Linked DNA regions of Ovis aries: region 1 is linked to region 2. The links are chromatin contacts, called in public Hi-C maps. All regions are on one chromosome and are shown on one strand. The core of a region is the stretch at or near the end of the contact, and the rest is flanking DNA. Distances in the headings are between cores, read along the strand shown. Region 1 holds the start of SOX4 (SRY-box transcription factor 4). Region 2 has its middle 230 kb from the start of SOX4.

Region 1 (3,753 bases), core at 80-2,579, 230 kb after region 2:
CGCTCGCGCCGCCGCCGCCTCCTCCCCCTGCGTGGCTGCCCCCGCCGCCGCCGCCCCCGTGGCCGCTGCCACCGACCTTGTCGCCCTTCTCCCCGGGCTTGGAGGCGGCGGCGGCCGCGGAGCCCGAGTTGGCGTTGCCGGACTTCACCTTCTTCCTGGGCCGGTATTTGTAGTCGGGGTAGTCAGCCATGTGCTTGAGGCGCAGCCGCTCCGCCTCCCGAATGAAAGGGATCTTGTCGCTGTCTTTGAGCAGCTTCCAGCGTTTGCCCAGCCGCTTGGAGATCTCGGCGTTGTGCATGTCGGGTGACTGCTCCATGATCTTGCGCCGCTCGATCTGCGACCACACCATAAAGGCGTTCATGGGCCGCTTGATGTGCCCACTCGGCGTCTTGCACCAGCTCGGGTCGTCGGCCTTGCCGCCCGTGGAGGCGGTGGAGCCGGGCGTGGGGGAGGAGGCGATGCCCAGCTCGAGGCCGGCGCCCGAGTCCGAGCTCTCGCCGGCGAGCAGCGCTTCCGTGTTCTCGGCGTTGTTGGTTTGCTGCACCATGGCCCCGGCTCGGCGGGCGCCCACGCGCGCTCACACCCTCGCGGCGGCCGCGGCGCGATCGCCGGGCCCTCCTGGCTCCCGGGACCAAGCGCACGCCGAGCGGGGGTACGTGCGCGGCGGTCGAGCGGGCGGCTCAACTCCTGGTCGGGGCGGAGGTGGGCGAAGAGAGAAAAGTCTCTAAAAAGATGCGAGGCGGGAGCACTCCGCCTCCTGCAGAGGAGTTATAGTTCCCAGGCTGGAGAATCTCCCTCTCTCTCGCTCTTCTCTCTCACCGCGCCGCAGTTTGCGCTGTCTTTCGGCTCTGCGTCCTGGAGACGGTGCTAAAGTGGAGAGGAGTTTCTCGAATGCTGGTTGCTGAAGCTTCCAATGCAAGTTTCTCGCCGCCTCCCAGGCAAGTCTTTTTTTTTTTTTCCTTCCCCTGAAGCAGTTGATTCCAGTTCGCGAGCGCTCTCAGAAGCTCAGGAAAGCGACATAGTCTCTATCAGTTAGTCCCTCTCTTACAATGCAGAGCAGAAAAGGCTCTGGCTCCAGGACTCTCTGTGGGCGGAATCGGCACTAAGGAGTTTGTGCAATTATTTTGTTGCAAGGTAGGACGCCAGAAAGCCTTCATGCAACAGACTGGCATGAATAAATGTATGTTTCCCCCTCCCTCCTGCAAGAAGGGAGCTGGTAATGGCAGAGTTCCTCCAGTGCAGACTCTTAAAGAGCGTGCAAGAACTAGAGACCCGGAGCGAAACAGGCCTCTTCCTCTCACACACGGTTTCCCTTGCTGCAGCTTAGAGCGGACCCCAATTCCGCCTCGCGCCTCTTTATCCTTTCCCAGTCTTGGCCGCGGCCAATCAGCCGCTGTAACCAACGCTTCCTCGTGCCAAGCCCCTCCCCCGAGCTTCCCATTGGCTTGGAACCCGATGCAATAATAATCTCCGCGTGCAATGAGAAGCTCCAAATCTGACCTCATTCCAATTTACAGAGCAAACTTTTTAAAAGGGCTAGAAGTACAGCTGAGATTTCTGCTGCCTCTTTTTTCCTTTTGCTGTGCGTGCTTGCGTGTGTGTGTGTGTGTGTGTGTGTGTGTGTGTGTGTGTGTGTGGTGTGTGAAGAGGATGTTAATGCATGAAATTATTAAGGGGAGAGACGGAAATGTATTCTAACCATTATGTTAGATAACAAGGGGCTTAGAAGGGGGGGAAGGGTGAAATACTGTAAATGGAAGCTTTCTGCTTAAAAGCCAAGTGATTATTTTTATTAGTTCTTTTCAGTATTGGAATAGAGAATCAGCCTTTATTGCAAAATCTGTTCCTCGGCTCCTTCATAAAGCCAAGGATGTAAAAGAGGGAGGGAAAGCTATGAAAATAAATCAATAGACATTGAAAACCATTAAGAAAGTGGTACCTAGACACCTGTCATCACTATTATTTTAACAATTCCAGGTACAGCACAGATGTTGATGTATTATGCTAATCCCTTCAGAGCTATTTTGGTGCTGTTTGTGAAAGGCAGAAAAGAGCATTTTGGGGGGGCAATAGTTACTTGCTCTCTTAACCAAACGGGTTAACTATAGTTATTGAATGATTTAAACTCCCCTTTGAATCCTGGATGGGCTTCCCTAGTGGTGCAGTGTGGTAAAGAATTTGCCTGATAATGTAGGAGGCAAGGGAGACTGGGTTCCATCCCTGGGCCAGGAAGATCCCCTTGGAGGAGAAAATGGCAATCCACTCCAGTATTCTTGCCTGGAAAAATCCCATGGACCGAGGAGCCTCATGGGTTACAATGCACAGGGTTGCAAAGAGCTGGACATGACTGAGCACACAGCACAGCACACACAGTCATAAATCCTGGGTTGCCCAAACAGAGGAGCTTTCCACTGGAACACAATAGGCAGTGTTCCAGAGTTAAGAGGAGAATTTCCATAGTTTTGTGTAAGATGATAATGGTGAGTAAAGGATGGGAATCAGTTTTACTTTTTAAGTATTAGTTTTCCACATTTTCAAAATTAAAGATAGCTTCACACTTCATCCTCTCTTCCCCAAACCTTCCTCCTCCTTTCCTTTTTATTTTCTCCTATATGTTCGTCACTTCAATCATATGGAATTAAAAGGCCAAAGCAAAGAGACACTGTAGAAGGCAGTGATAACTAGTAGCATAAAAGAATGGACCTTCTGAATTTATATTAGACCTGGCTGCTAGTCCTTCTTACTAGTCTTGTGACCCTGGGGATGTGACCAAGTCTCAGTTTACCTCATCAGTGATATGGGAACACTAGGAACTACTCTATGTAGTGTTTTGTGGGAGTTAAGTGAGCTTGATGTATAGTAAGCCCTCAGTGAATACTGTATTATCCTTCATGATAATTCAGATTCCAGAGACATTCCCTCTAGTAAAAGCAGCATGTTGTTCAAGAGACTAAAATTGAGGGAGGTCACTGATGTGAAAAAATCATCACAGATCATGGATGTGAACCGTCCAAGGACCACACTGGCAACCCAGTCATCCTGATGATTTGAAAAGAAGCCTCATGAAGAGCATTGTGAAGAATGTGGCAAAAAAAAGTTCCCACGTAGTCAAAATACATGTTAATTTGGCCACAGACATCTCTTGTTCTAAGGTATGAAAATTAAAATTATAATAAAGATTGGCCTTAAAACCATAAGACTGTTTTTCTATAAGCCAGTGATAAGTGGTTAGGTAGGGCTAACCTAACATAATTAAGCTTTCAGTTCTGATCAAACTAGTGCTGGGCAGCAGATTTCTACTTATCTTGTCAAACTTTTAGAGTATGTAGGCTGGGGAGAGGCCCAGGTTGTCAGATGTAGAATTTTACTGGAAAGAACACCCTTTGGCGACATCTGACTGGATCTCTAAGGATCAACAACACACAAGAATGTTTTTGTGGGGTAGAAGCAAATAATTTTTGACCAGTAGCTACCCAAGTTATATATTTTTTTCTTTTAGAAGGGGAAACAAATCTTGAAAACAAAAATCCCACAGGCACCTCTTTTGCATCTAACAAAGCTGGGTGTGTCATCATTTTATCTGGTATTCATATTATAACATAGCCCTATATGTTCTCAATCTGACATAAAAATTACTATAAGAGGTCTATTATTTATTTTTAAAATCCATAGTTTTACCAGAATAAAAAAAGAATAAATACTATGTTTGAGATTTGTAGCAACTAATAATCTGAGGGTGTGACTAAATTTGTG
Region 2 (3,713 bases), core at 785-3,284:
TTGGGTCTCCACACAATCTTATTTACTCCTGTGGCTTCATTACAGGCTACATGTCAATGACTCCCAAATCTCTCCCTCCACGCCGGACCACTCGGCTCAAATCCTGACCCAGATATCCAAGGACCTAATGGACATTTCAAGTACAAACTGCTTCAAATTGCACTCATCCTCCTCTTGCCAGTGCATTGCATCACCCACCGGCCTCCCCCCTCACTTGGGAGTCATCCTTGACTTCTCTCTTCTCCGCCTCGCGTCTCATCAATAAGGCTACTCTGGCCTGAGCCACGCTCTGTTAACCAAGAGGAGCTAGACTTCTGTCAGAGGTGAGCATGCTCTCATGCTCTCGGAGGAACTCTCTTCCAGGCTCCAGCATGCGATGCCGTATTGCAGTGGGCACCCACAGGGTGAGCTCAGCCAGCGCCCTTTTCATTCTGAGCCCCCTGGAGGCCACGCCCCTATGTCCCCATTTCAAAAGCACTAGCTGGCTCTGCACAGGATCCATTTCTTTACGTCTTTGGGAGGAAAAAAAAACCCCTTTAAGAAGCCTCTGTGAACGTGAGAGCTTCAAAAAGCAGTTCACATTTCCCAACAGTACCATCTCCAAGGAAAATTCTTCAAGTATGAAACAACAATGTATTTCATCAAACAAACCCAAAAGGAATCCAATCGGTCAGTGAAACTGTAATAAGCTGCAAAGCCTGACCTAACTGGAATAGAGAGTTAAAGTTGTGACAGGAAGAACAGAAAATAGAGTTAGGAATGGTGGAAGGCCACTGACGGCCGAGTGACCCTCTGCCTTGTAGACACCTGCACACGTTCTGTTCAGCATCAGTGTTTTTCAGCCTGTCCTCGACTTGCTGAAATTCAGCTTGGATGTTGGTACCTTGGGAGGCTACACTTCAACACTGGACTATCAATGCAACCCCAAGCAGAATTATTAAAGAGTCCAGTGTCTAATTCGGAAGAGTGGACTTAGTTTCAGCTCAGTTCAGCTTTGTGAGGAGAATATTTCAGCCTGGGACTACATGTCAATAAGGGTCTTTTCCTTGCTATCTTTGGGGAGCAGAGTCACCATTTCTAAGATCAAGCCCACACAAAAAGTGTGCATTATCAAGTGCAGGGTCCCACCAGACAACCCAGACACTGGTGGCAGCTGAAAGGACAGAGTTCCTGCGTGCTGCTTTCCATAATGAAATTAATTCTCTTTACCCCTGAGTTAAGTTGATTACTCAAACTCTCAAGACTTCTCCTCCCTCCATCCCAGCCGACTCACGTTTTCCTTAGGCCGATTGACGCTAGGAAAACAAGTATTGCATTATGCCTGACTCCTTGGAATGAGATCAGTTCTCGTTTCAAATTCCCTCTCAGAGCAACCCCGAGGCCACAGACCCTGTTTGAGATTGCAGCTGCTCAGTGGCACAGGATGGCCTAAGCTACAGCAAGGAAGCACAACCAAAGTCACAATCAGCAAACACATCCTAACCCCAGACTGGCATCTTCACAGGTCTATTCCGAAGCACTGGGCACGGACAAGACACATCTGTAGCCAGCCCAGTCTCGGCTCCTCCTCCAGAGGCTGCTCGGCCAAGGCGAGGCTGCGGTGCAACGTTCAGCAGTGATTTTCTCCAACTGGCACCATCTGTGCCTGCCCTGCCAGACGTGCTGACAGAGCAGGCTGCGTAGACCATTACTAATCTCCCAGGGTCAGCGGGGTCAGGCCTGCAACACGATGCCTATAGATTTCAAAGGCCGGCCTTCCCTCCCTGCCAGCTAATCAATCTATGTTGAAAAGCCAGCACATTTGTATTCTACTTTCTTTTAAATTTCAAAGAAAAATCTCATTTTTAAAGCTCTCAGCCTGAGGATTGCTTGCATGTAATCAGTGTCCTGATTCCAGTTAAATTGTACAAGACCTTCAAGGGATGAGGCTCGCCTGTTGAGTCTTTGCCAAAACCGGGGAAAGAGATCAGGAGGACAGCTCTCCTCGGATGATGAATAGCCTTACACCAGAGACACAGAGGAAGGACAGCGTGGATCAAGACTCAGACTCTCCTGCAAACCGCCTATCCCAGGGCTGAGTAGTCTACTAAAGCAGAGTAAGCACTAGCCAGAGAATATAAAGTCAGGCTGTTAATAAAAATGCAGCAAATTCTGCCATGAGGATGTTCCCTACTATCAGCTGCCTTCCAAGGTTCTACTGAACACCTACTGTGTGTCAAGAGCTTTATGCTCCTTTGCATCCCTATCACTAAGGAACGGGGATACCTTGTGAGTCTAGAACTCGGCCTCTTACTGGCAAGAAGAGCCCCAGAGCCCCATGAGAACAGGAGGATGGCAATCCTGTCTTCTGAGTGCCATGGGTAGCACAGACTTCCTGTAGGAACTAAATGAAGCACGGTGTAGATAAGCTCATTAATACAAATCTTCGTGTATCAAGACCAACTATTATAATAATGTCTTCATAGCAGACGGTGTTATTCTAGATCTCCAAGTCCAAGGATGACTCAATCTGATAAGAGTCAGCCTCACAAGTAAGACATCATCATGAGCTCCAAAGAAACTAGACCTTTTGTTTACAATAATTAAAGGTTTAAAGAAATCTCAAGATAAGTGACTTCATCTTCTTACTTGTGCTTAGATATCAGTTTCTCCACTTACCAGAGTTTAAGTTGGGCTAAAGGAGTAGGAGGAAGGAGGAATTTGTGGGTTAAAACATCATGAATAATTCCTCTAACCCGGATCACTTTCCTGGTAAAGTGAGCTGGGAGGGTCACGCATCTGACGTGGCTGCTTCAGCACTATTTGAGGAGCAGGTTCACATGAGTTCCATGGAGTAGTTTCTTCTTCCAGCTTTCCCAAGCTTCAAGCAACTACAGACTCCGGGCTAAGCTGGCTGCCAACACACCCACTCTTCCCTGCTCACAAGAGTGGCTTTATAGTGTCTAAAAATAAGTCACACAATCACTTAGATCCCCTTCAACTATTCAATATCAAAGAAACACTGCTGTCTTAACAACAGACCTCTTCTCTGCCTTTAGACTTACTGGATGTTATAAAACAAACCCAACACACACAAAAAATGGGAACATTTAAGAGGAGATCATGTTTCATATCTATTCTATCTTTGCTAACCCACCCTGAGACCTCCAGTGTATGGAGAAAGATTTCATTCTATTTATAAAATGAACACTTTCACATATCAGGATGGTTTGCTTCAGTCTCTCAGAAAGATGTGAGATTTTACTAGGCCTAACTTCACACACTGGGCTTTTCACAGAGAGCTTTATGACATCTTTCCCCCACGTTTGAGCCCTGTTCTGTTTTAGTGGCTTGACTTGTTCTAAACATCAGTATCTCCTTTTTTAAACAAAGGCTGCCCAACATTCAGCTTCATTCGTCTGATTCTGCTGGAGCAGAAGATAAGGATCTAGACAGAGGCTTTCACAGTGTTTTACCTACAACTTGCCTAAACCACCAACTGACAAACAGGTTCTGCCCAAAGGTACCCAAGGTGTCCACACAGCTGCAGAGACCTGTACCTCCGACAGTGGTTCCAATACAAAAGCAGCCAGTGGAACGATCAGAAGGCAGGATGCCTAGATGGTACAATGATAAATCCATGAGGGACCTAAAGATAATCAAGTCAAGCAAGGAGGTGGCAAAGTAATGGCAGAACTATGGCCATAGACTCTCAACAAACCCCAAATAAAACT

What was found. A called contact is a pair of places that touch in the nucleus more often than the background predicts.
Region 1: a Hi-C map of skin fibroblasts shows a contact between it and region 2, with 2.7 times the contacts expected there. The contact joins the promoter of SOX4 here to the enhancer-like site in region 2. A contact is called at or near these places in 2 of 16 Hi-C or Micro-C datasets (skin fibroblasts and tail adipose tissue).

Annotation. Positions count from the first base shown.
Region 1 is chr20:35,784,669-35,788,421 of ARS-UI_Ramb_v3.0, forward strand. SOX4 (SRY-box transcription factor 4) reads right to left here and starts at 1,330. Exons shown (of 1, transcript XM_027959226.3): 1 at 1-1,330. The coding sequence starts at 547.
Region 2 is chr20:35,553,752-35,557,464 of ARS-UI_Ramb_v3.0, forward strand. No RefSeq gene overlaps it. Among named protein-coding and RNA genes, the nearest start is that of SOX4, 230 kb to the right of the region's middle. Within about 2 kb of position 2,035, at least 8 of the 54 cell types and tissues checked have an H3K27ac peak or open chromatin away from gene starts, as enhancers often do.